Linked DNA regions of Mus musculus: region 2 is linked to region 1. A link is a contact called in public ChIA-PET data. All regions are on one chromosome and are shown on one strand. Each heading gives the region's core, a stretch centred on a gene start, on an enhancer-like site or on the middle of the called end of the contact. The rest is flanking DNA. Distances are from core to core; before and after follow the strand shown.

Region 1 (5,734 bases), core at 1,422-3,921:
CCTGTCCACTCCATGGTTGCTGAGCTAATCCTTGGGAGCACTGGGTGGTTCAGCCAGCTGACATTTATATTTTTTTTCTCATTTTTGATCTTGTTTCAATAGTTCAAATAATGCAATGATTACAGTTATGGTTAATTCTCACTGTCAACTTGACTGGATTCAGAATAACTCAGGAAATACACTTCTGGGTAAGTTGGTAAAAGTGTTTCCAGGAAGATTTAACTGAGGCAGAAAGACATACACTGAATGTGTGCAGGTTATTCAGAAGATGTGGTTCCTGGACAGAACATAAAGGAGAAACCTAACTAAGCTCTTCTATTGCTTGCCACCTCTCATAATTGCAGATGTAGTATAAGTAGCTTTCCTTCGTCTTCTGCTGTTCTCACTTCACCAGGATCAGAAACCGTAAACCAAAATAAAGTTTGAATACCTTAATTTGCCTTTCTTAGATTTTTGCAACAATGATAATAAAAGTAACTAATACAATGGCTAAATTATCAAGTTTATCTCTTACTCCATTTTCAAAGCAGATCTGTTCTACACTAAAGACCAGAACATGAATCTGATCCAACAGCCACTAATCAAATGAAATTCTAAGACCTGTATATAAGTACACCACAATCTACAGTGTTTGGAAAAGTATATAGAACTATTGCTGTGTCAGTTGTGAGGAAACTATAATCAAATCTCCTATGTTTTTTATATACTATTTTTAATAACTCAGTATTACTAACAAATAAGATTGATCTTACAATTAATAACCTTTAAGCCTAAAATGTGCAATGTATCTATCTCTGGGAGAATATAACAAAATTTGTATGGTAACATTTTTCCCAGAAATTTTATTTTTAGCATCCAAATTGGATTGCTCTTTCTCTTCATTCTGCCCTGAAACAATGTGATAGTCACATTTTAAGACCATATATATTAATATACACTTGCAAGATTATAGTGGCAATGTGCTTACGTCTGAAAAGAAAACATACTATTTCTAAAACCTTCACAAATCACAAAATCATATTTGCCCCTATATCCTTAGTTTCGTTTCACTAAATCAACAGACAAGGCTGGAGCCTATAGAGCCCATAGCTGTCCTCACCAATGTGGTAGGGTGGAAGGGCTGAAGCCTTCTGCACATATACAGTGTTTACCAAGGAAATGGGCAGAGCTGATTCATGGTGTATATAAATTTGAACATTCATATATTGTGTTTCCTTATAAAAAAGGGATGGTTTGAGTACATTTCAAATCCAAAACAAATGCTTAATTTTCTATTACAACTGCTCCTATTAAATCAAAACTAATTCACTGCTACACAAGTGTTTAGTGTTGGTTTAAAGAAATAAAGAGCTGTTATACAAGCAGGGTATTATAATTAATCTTTCCCTTAACAAAAGTTAAATTAATAACCATAATTAAAATCATCATATTTTGTCTATGTTACTATACAGAAATGGCCACACATATCCTTTTACTGGCTTCAATGAGATGACTTAAAGGAATCCCTCTATAGCATTAGCCTTCCAAATCCACTTTTATGTGCTTAAAAACTTGAAAAACATCACAATAGAAAGCACTTTTAAAATACATATTACAATGCTCTCAAAATATTGAAAGTCACCATGGAGGCCATTCCCTTCAAGTTCCAGTGCATAAATTATGCACAGTTTTTAAATATCAGAGGAAGGAGTGTCAGTAGATAGCTTCCCAAATACGAGATACTTCTGTAACTAATTATTTTATTTTTTGCATGGGTAGCTATGAATGTTTATGGATTTACTAGGCATTCGTATTCTATTGGCAATAATAGATATATAAAATTCAATATTACCACATTCAGATAAGGTACTAGAGTAATAAGAGGATAATCAACAAGTGTAAATCATTTTTTGAAACAATGTCTGCAATATTCATTTTTTCTTTTTTGTGAACATCAAGAAAATGGAGTTGGAGTTTTCCTACAAGCATCAATACACATCAATATAATTACATTTCTTTCAATTATGATGTTTTCTTTCATCATTATACTTTTTTGAGAATCTCATTCATATAAAAAATATTCCTTTTGTGATTGTCAGATGGCTGAACGGGGAAACACACTTGCTTACAAGATTCATAATCTGAGTTAGACCTTTGTTACACACATGATGGAAGAGTAGAACCAACTCCATTGAATGTTTATTTGGAATAGGCAAATTGTTTGGCTTTGGCATGGTCAAGGGAGCAAACACACAGACAGATACACAGACACACACACATACACATCACCAAACAAATAAGTAAATAAGTGTAATTTTTAATTTATGAAAATATTTTTCATTCCCTAGTGGGTTTTATTCAATATTATGTTTTAACACATCTTGTATTGTAGTTACTCTGTCTATAGCATGTATTTCATATATACCAACCTGTTTAATTCTTGTGTGATTCCTATAAGGTAACTACATACCTTCTCACTTATAACACATGAAACTGGGCACTGAAACACCATAAGTTGGGTGATTATCCCAGTAACGCAGATATAACCAGTATAAAGAGTGGAATACCCAGAGTGAGACTCATCTACCAGACTCAAGATCCCTTGTTTTAATTATTTACCTTCTAACTGTGCCCTCAACTAAGATATATACCTGATGGCTGATAATGATATTTCATATTCATTGATGATCCAACAATTTTAGCAACATTTTTTCTTGAATCTTGAAACCACGGTGTAGAGTAAGTTTTATATAAATGCTCATCTTCAATTTCAAGAGCTAGTCTTCAATTTCTGGCCACTGCTGGGTAGCCAGAGTGCCTGCTGTTTCCTATACAGAACTACTGACTATCGAGCCTGCCTCACTAGTGCAGTTATTATATGTTAGTTCAGCACAAATGAAAAGTGAAACTGGCTAGCCTGTATTCAACACAGCACTGTCAGAACTACAACTGCAAAAGATACACTGTGCTTTTACCCAGAGCTAAAAAAAAAAAAAAAAAAAACCTTGATTATCCTATAAATAGGAAAGTGTAGTAGTATTTTCATTTTATAGAAGGAAAAATTGAGACAAGGTGAAATCTTATTACAGGAAGGTTACTCAGTAAATTGATAGGAAGGTTTCCATCGACCTATAAAGCACTCAGAATGAGAAGCAAAATAACCCTTGGTCCCTGACAGAGGGCTCTGTGAATACCCACAGCTACCAAGCAGGGGCTGATTTTATTTCATAAGTATTATGACTAGGAGTTAAAAGTAGAAAATTCATTGTATGATTTCTGGGTACCTTGAATTCTCTCCCTGCCCAAGTTATCTGATATTTCTAATTTGCTTTCTATTGCAAACAGTGATGCTTATGGCTAATGTTGAGAAGGAGAGTGTGGGAAGGGGAATGTAAAATGATAATGCTTTAACTATTATTAATAATTCACACTTGGGTTAATCCCAAAAGTTAGTGTCTAAAGGGAGAGAACTGAGCCAGCTGGACATCAGCAGGAAGCCAAGGGGAAGTTCCCTCAAAAGAGGTAAAATCCAGGCACTGGCCAGAAGGCAGCTCCCAAGGATCTGAAGGGAAACTTCTCTGTATGGCACCATTAAAGTGTAAGCAGTCGAAATCAAACCCAACTTTTATTCTTTGGGAAACAAGAGTCATAATAATTTTAACTACATAAACTACTATGCTTAATATTGTATTTAGTGCAGGAAGTGCAAGTTCAGTCACACAAAACAAAAATGTTAAATGTTTAAGTTGGGTGCAGGCAAAGCGCAGGCTTCTAAGAAAGTAAAGACTGCTGAGCACCACTACAAGGGGAAGAGAACAAAGCAAGGGGACACTGGTCACTAAAATACTATGTGGCTCCAAAGGGTTTCTATGGCTAAAACAAAATGAGCACCCCAGAGCAAGCTCAGGCTCCTGAGAGACAAAGCTAAGGGATAAAGACTAGGTATGGGTTGGGATTGTCTGTGAGGACTTTTCTTTTTAGTAATTATTTAAGGCAATAAATAAAACAATAAAAATGTGGTACGGACTCTTGCATCTGGAATTCATCATGCAGGAGACAGTTTGCTCTAGTAGAGCAGTGTCCCAGGAATACCATCCATTCAGGGAAACACTGCACATATGACCATTTCGACCACCACATTGCAAATCGTAGATAGCAGGGCAACGTGCTTGACTAAGTTGAAGGACACAAGAGTCACTGAATATAGAGAAAGGGAGAACTGGAACCCAGACCCAATGATCCAAGAAAACCAGCTCAGACACTCCTTCTCACATGGCTCCTAACACTTGCTTTATTTGAGCCATGGAATTACCAAAGTATAAACATGTTCCTTGCAGAGATGTCTAGTCAGTTAGGACAATGGCATGAATTTTCCTGTTATTCCTGTAATAACAACATGTTCGAGATGTTGAAAAGTATGTGAGGAATGGAGGACACACCTCAGAGATTCTTGGTTTAGATTCAGTCTCTTCAGAAATTGTTAAAGAGATGATAAGCCTAGGAGTTTGATGTTTATCTTTTATACCTTGGGCTCCACTGACTAGGTTCTGACCTCTCAGACAAGCAGAATGCACACATGATGTTATTTTAAAGGCTTCTAGATACAGTATTTCAAGATAATGGTTATTTAGGCAATTTACTTGGTATTTGGTAACTAGTCAGTACCATTGAATATCATGATTATAACTGATATAGGCCTATAATAAATAATCCACCAGTTTATTACACAGTTTAACATCTAGAACCACATGCAGATAAGAGATATTTGAGTTAACCATACAGTTTAAACAGACCTCATGAAATTTATTTCAAATGACACTATTAGTTGCATATTCGTCTTGAAATTTTTATTACCTTATAAATTATTTGTTAATATTCTGAGAGCCATAAATATTTGCAAGAAAATTTTCTAAGAATTTATAGTTATGTTAAGACTTAAGCGATTTATGATGAACACCCACAATTTACCGCAGTACTTCCAGTATAGAGCAGTGAGCAATCCAAGGCCTCTCTCTCTGCCTTTCTCATAGAATCAGACTTAAGGCTAACTGCTGACAAGCAGGTAAGTCAAAGTTCAATGGCAAAAACTCAAGGTTCAGAAGGTAGACCAGAAAGCAAGTGGGATGCAGAATGCCTACCAAGGTTCAAAGTGTTTATAGGAACTAAAGTAATCCAGTCATCACAAATTCTAAAGCCTGTAATTTTCATTGGACTGTGTGCTCATATTAAGACTATTGCACTTTCACTTGACTGAATCTACACTTTTTTTCCCTAGATGTAATACATATAACTGAGAATTAACCATCATACATTGCCAGAATTGTTTTCTTTAAAAAGAGAAAGCAGCCACTTCCCACTTTGTGGCTGTGTTTTTTAAGGGCAGGGCCACATTTCATAACTGCTGCCTGGCAAGTATAATTTATTGACTGCATCAATAACTATTTGCCAAATAGCAATAATTGTATCTTGCTGAAAATGATGCTCATATCACTGTCAAGTTCTTCCACAATGGAATGATTTACTCCTGCTCTTCACTGAGTAAAACAACTCGCACATTATCCTTAGGCAGCTACTTTATATGCTGTATTTATTCCACAAAAGCAAAATTGTGAAGGAAACAATTTAACAGAACCCAATGTCCCTCTCTTCATCTCTGCTTTCCTCACTGTAGTGTTCTCAGTGCAGTGGTTATATTGTCAAGATTCTACTAGATTGCAATTCATTTTCCTCCTGTTACCCAAGAGCCTAAAAGCAA
Region 2 (5,734 bases), core at 1,281-3,780, 170 kb before region 1:
TTTTGCATATATTTAATATTATTGGGAAATGGAATTGAAAATTTCTCCCCAAAGCAACTGTTCCAATGTTTATTCTAACAAAGCAAGAGAGTCCACATCTCTATCAGTCATTGAAACTGTCTCACTTTACCACATGACAAGTCATTGAATTTGACATAGTTCTCCCATACACACACACACATACGGCAGAGGTGTATTTTTGTGTTTGCTAATCCAGATTGTTTTCCTTACTGTGAACTGTTCAAATTTTCTCTTCAGTGAATTGTATTTTCACTGGATTCACACTGTTCCCACGTTTGCACTTTTTCCTCATTGGTTAATATACATGTTTTATAATTCAAACTACAAGCCCATTGTGAAATGAGATAGACCACTCTGTGTATAACATATTTTAGCTAAAAGAAAGCAACAGAACGGAGAGCTGATGGAATCTTTAGACTTCAAGCATTTGAAGTGCTGAGGGCAAATCTCAGAGTAGCGGTAGGTACAGGATTATGTGGTCAAGGCAGTGAAGTGCCTCAGACAAAATGAGAAAACAAAGAAAAAACAGAAGAATTGGAACTATTACTAAGACTTGGCAGAAAAATAAACTAGTTAACTTTCAGTGTTTCTGATTTACTAAAGAGTTGACAGTACAGGTGAACCTTCAAGCTACACTGTGTTGGAGGACCGATAAACAGCCAGTCTCACTGCTGAAACAGATATAAGAGAGTGGACATGCTGAGTTAATGCCTCACTTAAAGGTATTGAATACGCAAATCTAAAATGTAGAAGTCTGTGTCCACATATATGCACAGGAGCAAAGACTTTATGAGAGAAGACCAATGGGAAGACGTGATGAAGACAGACTTCTCAGAAGACGATGCGATGCTCTTTACAGGAAAATTAAAATTCACGAAAGCTCATCATTATCTGAAAGACATGGTTCTACAGGATTTACTAGAGAACTACTGGAATTACGAAAATCAAAACCCTAAACCAAAATACCCCCAAACAACTTTGAATCCCTCTAAAATACAAATGAAGAGAAACAGTCTATTAACAAGTACCTAAAGAAGCCACAAGCCAAAATTGTAATGATTATGAAGACATCTACACAAGTCCGCTCATTCTCTACTTACTCTCCATAGAGAAGCAGAAGAATAGACCCCTACATTCTATCACATCAATTATACAATTGTGTTCTTACCTGCCAAAAGAATTCTTTTTTTTTTTTTTTTGGCTTTTTCTGAGTTGTTTTGTTTTCAGAATTCTGACTCAGCACAATGAAAAGGTTACAGACACTGAGCACAAAGATTTGTTACAGATTCCATGCTTACCGCTGTCTAGAGGAGTCAGAGACCACAAACGACTTTAAGGTGGGGGAGACATGTGAAGCCAAAATGGATTGTAAGTTTTGCATGTCTGTATGGTAGAGCATGCCAGCAAGGACCACACTAAGGAGCTAGAGGCAGGATTTCCAGAGCAGCTTTGGCTTTAGGAGAACAGTGCCCAAACCAACAAACAAAATCAACAGCAAAAGAAGAAGAAAATATCAGGTGAGATAGCACGCATTATTATGCCAAGGAAGGAGCATCCTGAATTTGAAGCCAGGCTAGGCTGTACAGAGAAGCTCTATCTATAGAAAGAAGAGAAGATAGAAGAGAAGAGAAGAGGAGAGGAGAGGAGAGGAGAGGAGAGGAGAGGAGAGGAGAGGAGAGGAGAGGAGAGGAGAGGAGAGGAGAAGAGAAGAGAAGAGAAGAGAAGAGAAGAGAAGAGAAGAGAAGAGAAGAGAAGAGAAGAGAAGAGAAGAGAAGAGAAGAGAAGGAGGGAAAGACAAGACAAGAAAAGAAAAGAAAAAAAAAACAAAATAAAACAAAACAAAACAAAATTAAACAAAAAATCTAAAATAAACAAACCAAATTTGGGAAGAAGAGTAGAGAAACAAAGTTTAAAAAAGATGAGCTCTCTGCCTGTATGTGGTTCACTGTCAAAGAAAAAAATTCCTTTTCCCTAGGTCCTTGAGGTTTTCAGTTTTTATGGGTTTTATTTAGTCATGATTTGTAGTTTTTACCAAAACTGTTTAACCTTTAAGAAGCCAACTGGGTTCTGGGAAGGATGCCTAGCCTAAACTGGGCCAAGCAAGAATTGCGCAATTCAGGGTACTGAGAGGAGGACTCAGCTCAAGACCAACAGCTACTGTAACTTTAGGAAAAACAAAGGAACAGGGCAGCAGGAAAGAGCTTAGAAGAACACATCAAAATAAATCATTAGCAGGACGTTTGACTTTAAAAGCATCATCAAATCAAAGAAAAACATTCTCTTAGGAATTATTGCTGTCACAGTCCCAAGCCAAGGTCGACACTGGTAAGCCTGAGCTGCAGCCCATCTGAGGGGCTTGCAGCCCCAACCCATGCTGAAAGTAACAACCCAAAGGAGAAATAACCCCTTAGCCACTGGGGGAATTGTCTGTGACTGATCTCAGGAACTCTGTTTTGTTGAAAATGAAACTGAAGGTTTTGTCCGGGAGAACAGCCAGTTTATAATGAAAGTATCGCAGACCAGTATGTTGCCAAACTTACTAGGAAATATCGACATCAGCGAGGCAGTTTGATCGAGCCAAGACTTCATCAAGTGCCATCAAGAGACAATTTGAATGATACACTCAAGTCTATGATAGACAAGTCTTTTTCTTTCTTCCTTTCATTTCTTCCTCATGAGATGCAGTACGACAGGTACTCTTAATTTCTTGGAACAAAGATATGCGATACAGGAAGTAGAATACAAGAACAGGCAGAGAGCAGAGAATTCTCAGAATTGCCCACAACCCATTTTTTGAGTGAAGAATGATGTGTGTGCCTCTTATCTTGACTAATCTGGAGTAATGTTTCCTATGACTTAAAGTGCTTGAACACTATTTTCCTTTCTGGGTAACGAGTATGTAAACGAGAGAGTGAGAAGCAAAAAGATCCATTAGCACTTGACGAACCCAGGGAAGCAATGCTGGGTCAGAACTTGCAGAGGGATACACCATTAGTGTTTGAGAACACTGCTTTGAGATCAGTTTTACCATCAGGGTAAAGAGTGCCCAGAGTTACTCACACATCTCTCTGCTGAGGGGTGGTGTACACTGCACTGGGGCAGGGCCTGACAGGGGAGTGCATTTCTGATATTACATCACTGACCCCAGAAACTTCATCCCTGCCTTTGTTGTTTCTTAATAGAGAATGGAAAAGCAGGCCAGAGGTACGTTTGACTTATTCGGAGTCGAAGCTACAATGACTGAATGTGTCTACCCTTTGCAAAAATCCAGCTGGTAGGGCCTGACACAAGTATCTCCCCAGGAGTTCTGCTTTTCAAGTGCATGTAGTGTGCGTGGGTGAGGCATATTTATGAATTCTGCACAGTAGCTCAGCTGCAGGCAAATGCCTGACTCAAGACAGGGGCTGTGCAGCACTCCTGGCCCCCAGCCGTTGACTGACCACCTGTCTGAGAAACAGGCCCAGAGGTCACCGCCTACACAGAGCCTCTGGCACATGGCGGTCCCTAAGGCTCTGGGCCATGGCTAGAAAACAGAGGCAACATTTTCCTAATGGAGGGGAAAGAGAGCTAGGTCAGGAGGTTTTTCAAAAGAAAGTTTGAGAAGAGTTATATTTTCCATGCAGAGCTGACTTTGGGGAAATGAACAATCGTCTTCATTATCATCTTTCTCCTTTACAAATTCAGAAGAGTATTAGAAAAAGAAACACCCTGACCTCCTGCACCCACGAAGGGACACCTCAGTAGCTTCCCTGCCCCATACCCAAGCCCTGGAACCCACATGGTCCAATGGAAAGGTTACTGTACGGCAAAGACAGATAGCCTGACCTGTCGTTCCCCCCACCCCCTCTTTATTCTGTTGCCAGCATTGTACACAGCTAATGCATTCAGTATTCCAAACTGCTAGATTTGATCCAGAACTTGGTCTCAACTACAGCACTAGTCCAAGAACTCTGTTTGAAGGAACTTTTTACAGTCTAGGAAGGCAATGTTTATATCAGAGGAACTATTGTTTCACAGAAGTTTAACACAGAAATCTGAAGAGGCAATGGCATTTCAAGTGTTAGATAGTCTCTATAAATCACTACATTTTCATTTTCTATTTATTGAGTACAGTATATGATGTGCATTTGAGTAAAGGTGAGCTCTCTCTCTCTCTCTCTCTCTCTCTCTCTCTCTCTCTCTCTCTCTCTCTCTCATTTTGGCACAGTGTGCACTGAGGTCAGAGGGCAGCTTACTGGGATCTTTCTCTCCTTTTAGCATGTGGGTTCTGGGAGTTAAACTAAGGTCACCAGGCTCAGAGGCACCCCACCTTTGGGCCTTGAGTCATGTTTCTGCCTCACAGGCACTTGCCTAGAATATTTTACATGTAAAGTTAATTCGATATCTGACTTGAGAGTGGCTAAAATATCAGTGATGATGCAAATTATAGCAAGATATTTAAGATGGCAAATCTGATAGAATGCCACTGTCCCCGGAGACGTGATGAACACTAAACGAATATGGAATTAACAGATGACACTTGCTAAGTACTAGCCGTGTGATGGCTGTGATGATAGTGGTGTGTTGATTGTGGGGGTGGTGGGAGTTGTGGTAGTAGTGCCCGATGGGGTGGGGGAATGATAGCATCAAAATATGGTTCCAGGAGGACTATAACTCTCCTCCTATGTCCAGCCAGGCTCTGTAGTATAGCGATAGCGACTATTCTCCTCAAATTCAGGAAGGCTTGGGAAAAACTGCTCAGATACAAAAGAGGACGAAGCACCAAACGTAACTAATTCTAAGAGACAGACAGTGCAGAAGAATGAAACAGAAACCCAGCCCAAAACAAGTAATCTGTGTCTGGCTATAGCAGAAGCTTTCAAAATAATAGTCTAGTTTTCCATAGTGCAATGATTATCTGTTTTCTTCAGAAGCAAGAAAGCTGGGAGAAAAAAAAAGGTAATATTACATGTTTTTTAAAAAATGTATTTGGTGCTATTTTTAAGTTGATCATTGGTAAAATATGTAATGTAAGGTTGAGTATAGCTTTGAATAATAAATTCTATAATACTTTACTTAGTCACAAAAAGCATTTTGAAGAATTTCTATAAAGCTCAGAAGGTAAAGGTACTTGCCACCAAGGTAGGTGACCTAAGTTTGATTCCCAGGACCCATGTGGTAAGAGAGAACTGACTCTGATAAGTTTTGCACTTCACAAGTGCAACACACACACACACACACACACACACACACACACACACACACTGCCCCGTAAGTAAATAAATATAGCATTTATTAAGAAAGCATTGTTTTGTTTGTAAGCAGTCTGCATACTTTGGTAATAATGCCTCTTATAGTCAGGACAAAACAAATGTGAAAAAGTCCTCTAGTTTTAATGAAAATAAGTATTTGAATAAAAATGATGGAAAACTTCTTTCCAGATGCCGAATTTAACATTTTCCCCAATTTTATTTTCCAAGCTACATTTATTTCACAGCTAAAATTTTGGCTCGCCTCTTGTTACTTATGTCTTTGGTTTAAGAATTGTGCAGGGCATATTTCAAAAGAACTCGGTTTTTTAAACGGCAAAAGGCTCACAATGATGTGCCCACTATACTCTATGAAGTGATGATGATGATGATGACGATGACGACGATGATGATGATAAGTAAACTAATATACTGGCCAGTCAGTGAGAGTAGTCTATTACAGACACTCATGGAGTTGGCCAGGT

The links. ChIA-PET counts read pairs in DNA pulled down with a chosen protein or histone mark.
Region 2: a contact with region 1 is called in an RNA polymerase II ChIA-PET map of effector CD8 T cells, with 5 times the contacts expected there. The contact joins two enhancer-like sites. A contact is called at or near these places in 4 of 484 Hi-C or Micro-C datasets (CD4 T cells, bone marrow-derived dendritic cells, liver and 1 more) and 6 of 115 datasets of contacts at active chromatin or transcription factors (CD8 T cells, bone marrow-derived macrophages, cardiomyocytes and 3 more).

What each region holds. Positions count from the first base shown.
Region 1 is chr6:15,623,503-15,629,236 of GRCm38.p6, reverse strand. No RefSeq gene overlaps it. Among named protein-coding and RNA genes, the nearest start is that of Gm36352, 13 kb to the left of the region's middle. Within about 2 kb of position 2,671, at least 45 of the 459 cell types and tissues checked have an H3K27ac peak or open chromatin away from gene starts, as enhancers often do. A contact at or near this core is called in CD8 T cells, bone marrow-derived macrophages, effector CD8 T cells and 2 more, where this site is marked.
Region 2 is chr6:15,790,542-15,796,275 of GRCm38.p6, reverse strand. The region is part of intron 4 of Mdfic (MyoD family inhibitor domain containing); the gene reads right to left. Among named protein-coding and RNA genes, the nearest start is that of Mdfic, 73 kb to the right of the region's middle. Within about 2 kb of position 2,530, at least 138 of the 459 cell types and tissues checked have an H3K27ac peak or open chromatin away from gene starts, as enhancers often do. A contact at or near this core is called in CD8 T cells, bone marrow-derived macrophages, effector CD8 T cells and 2 more, where this site is marked.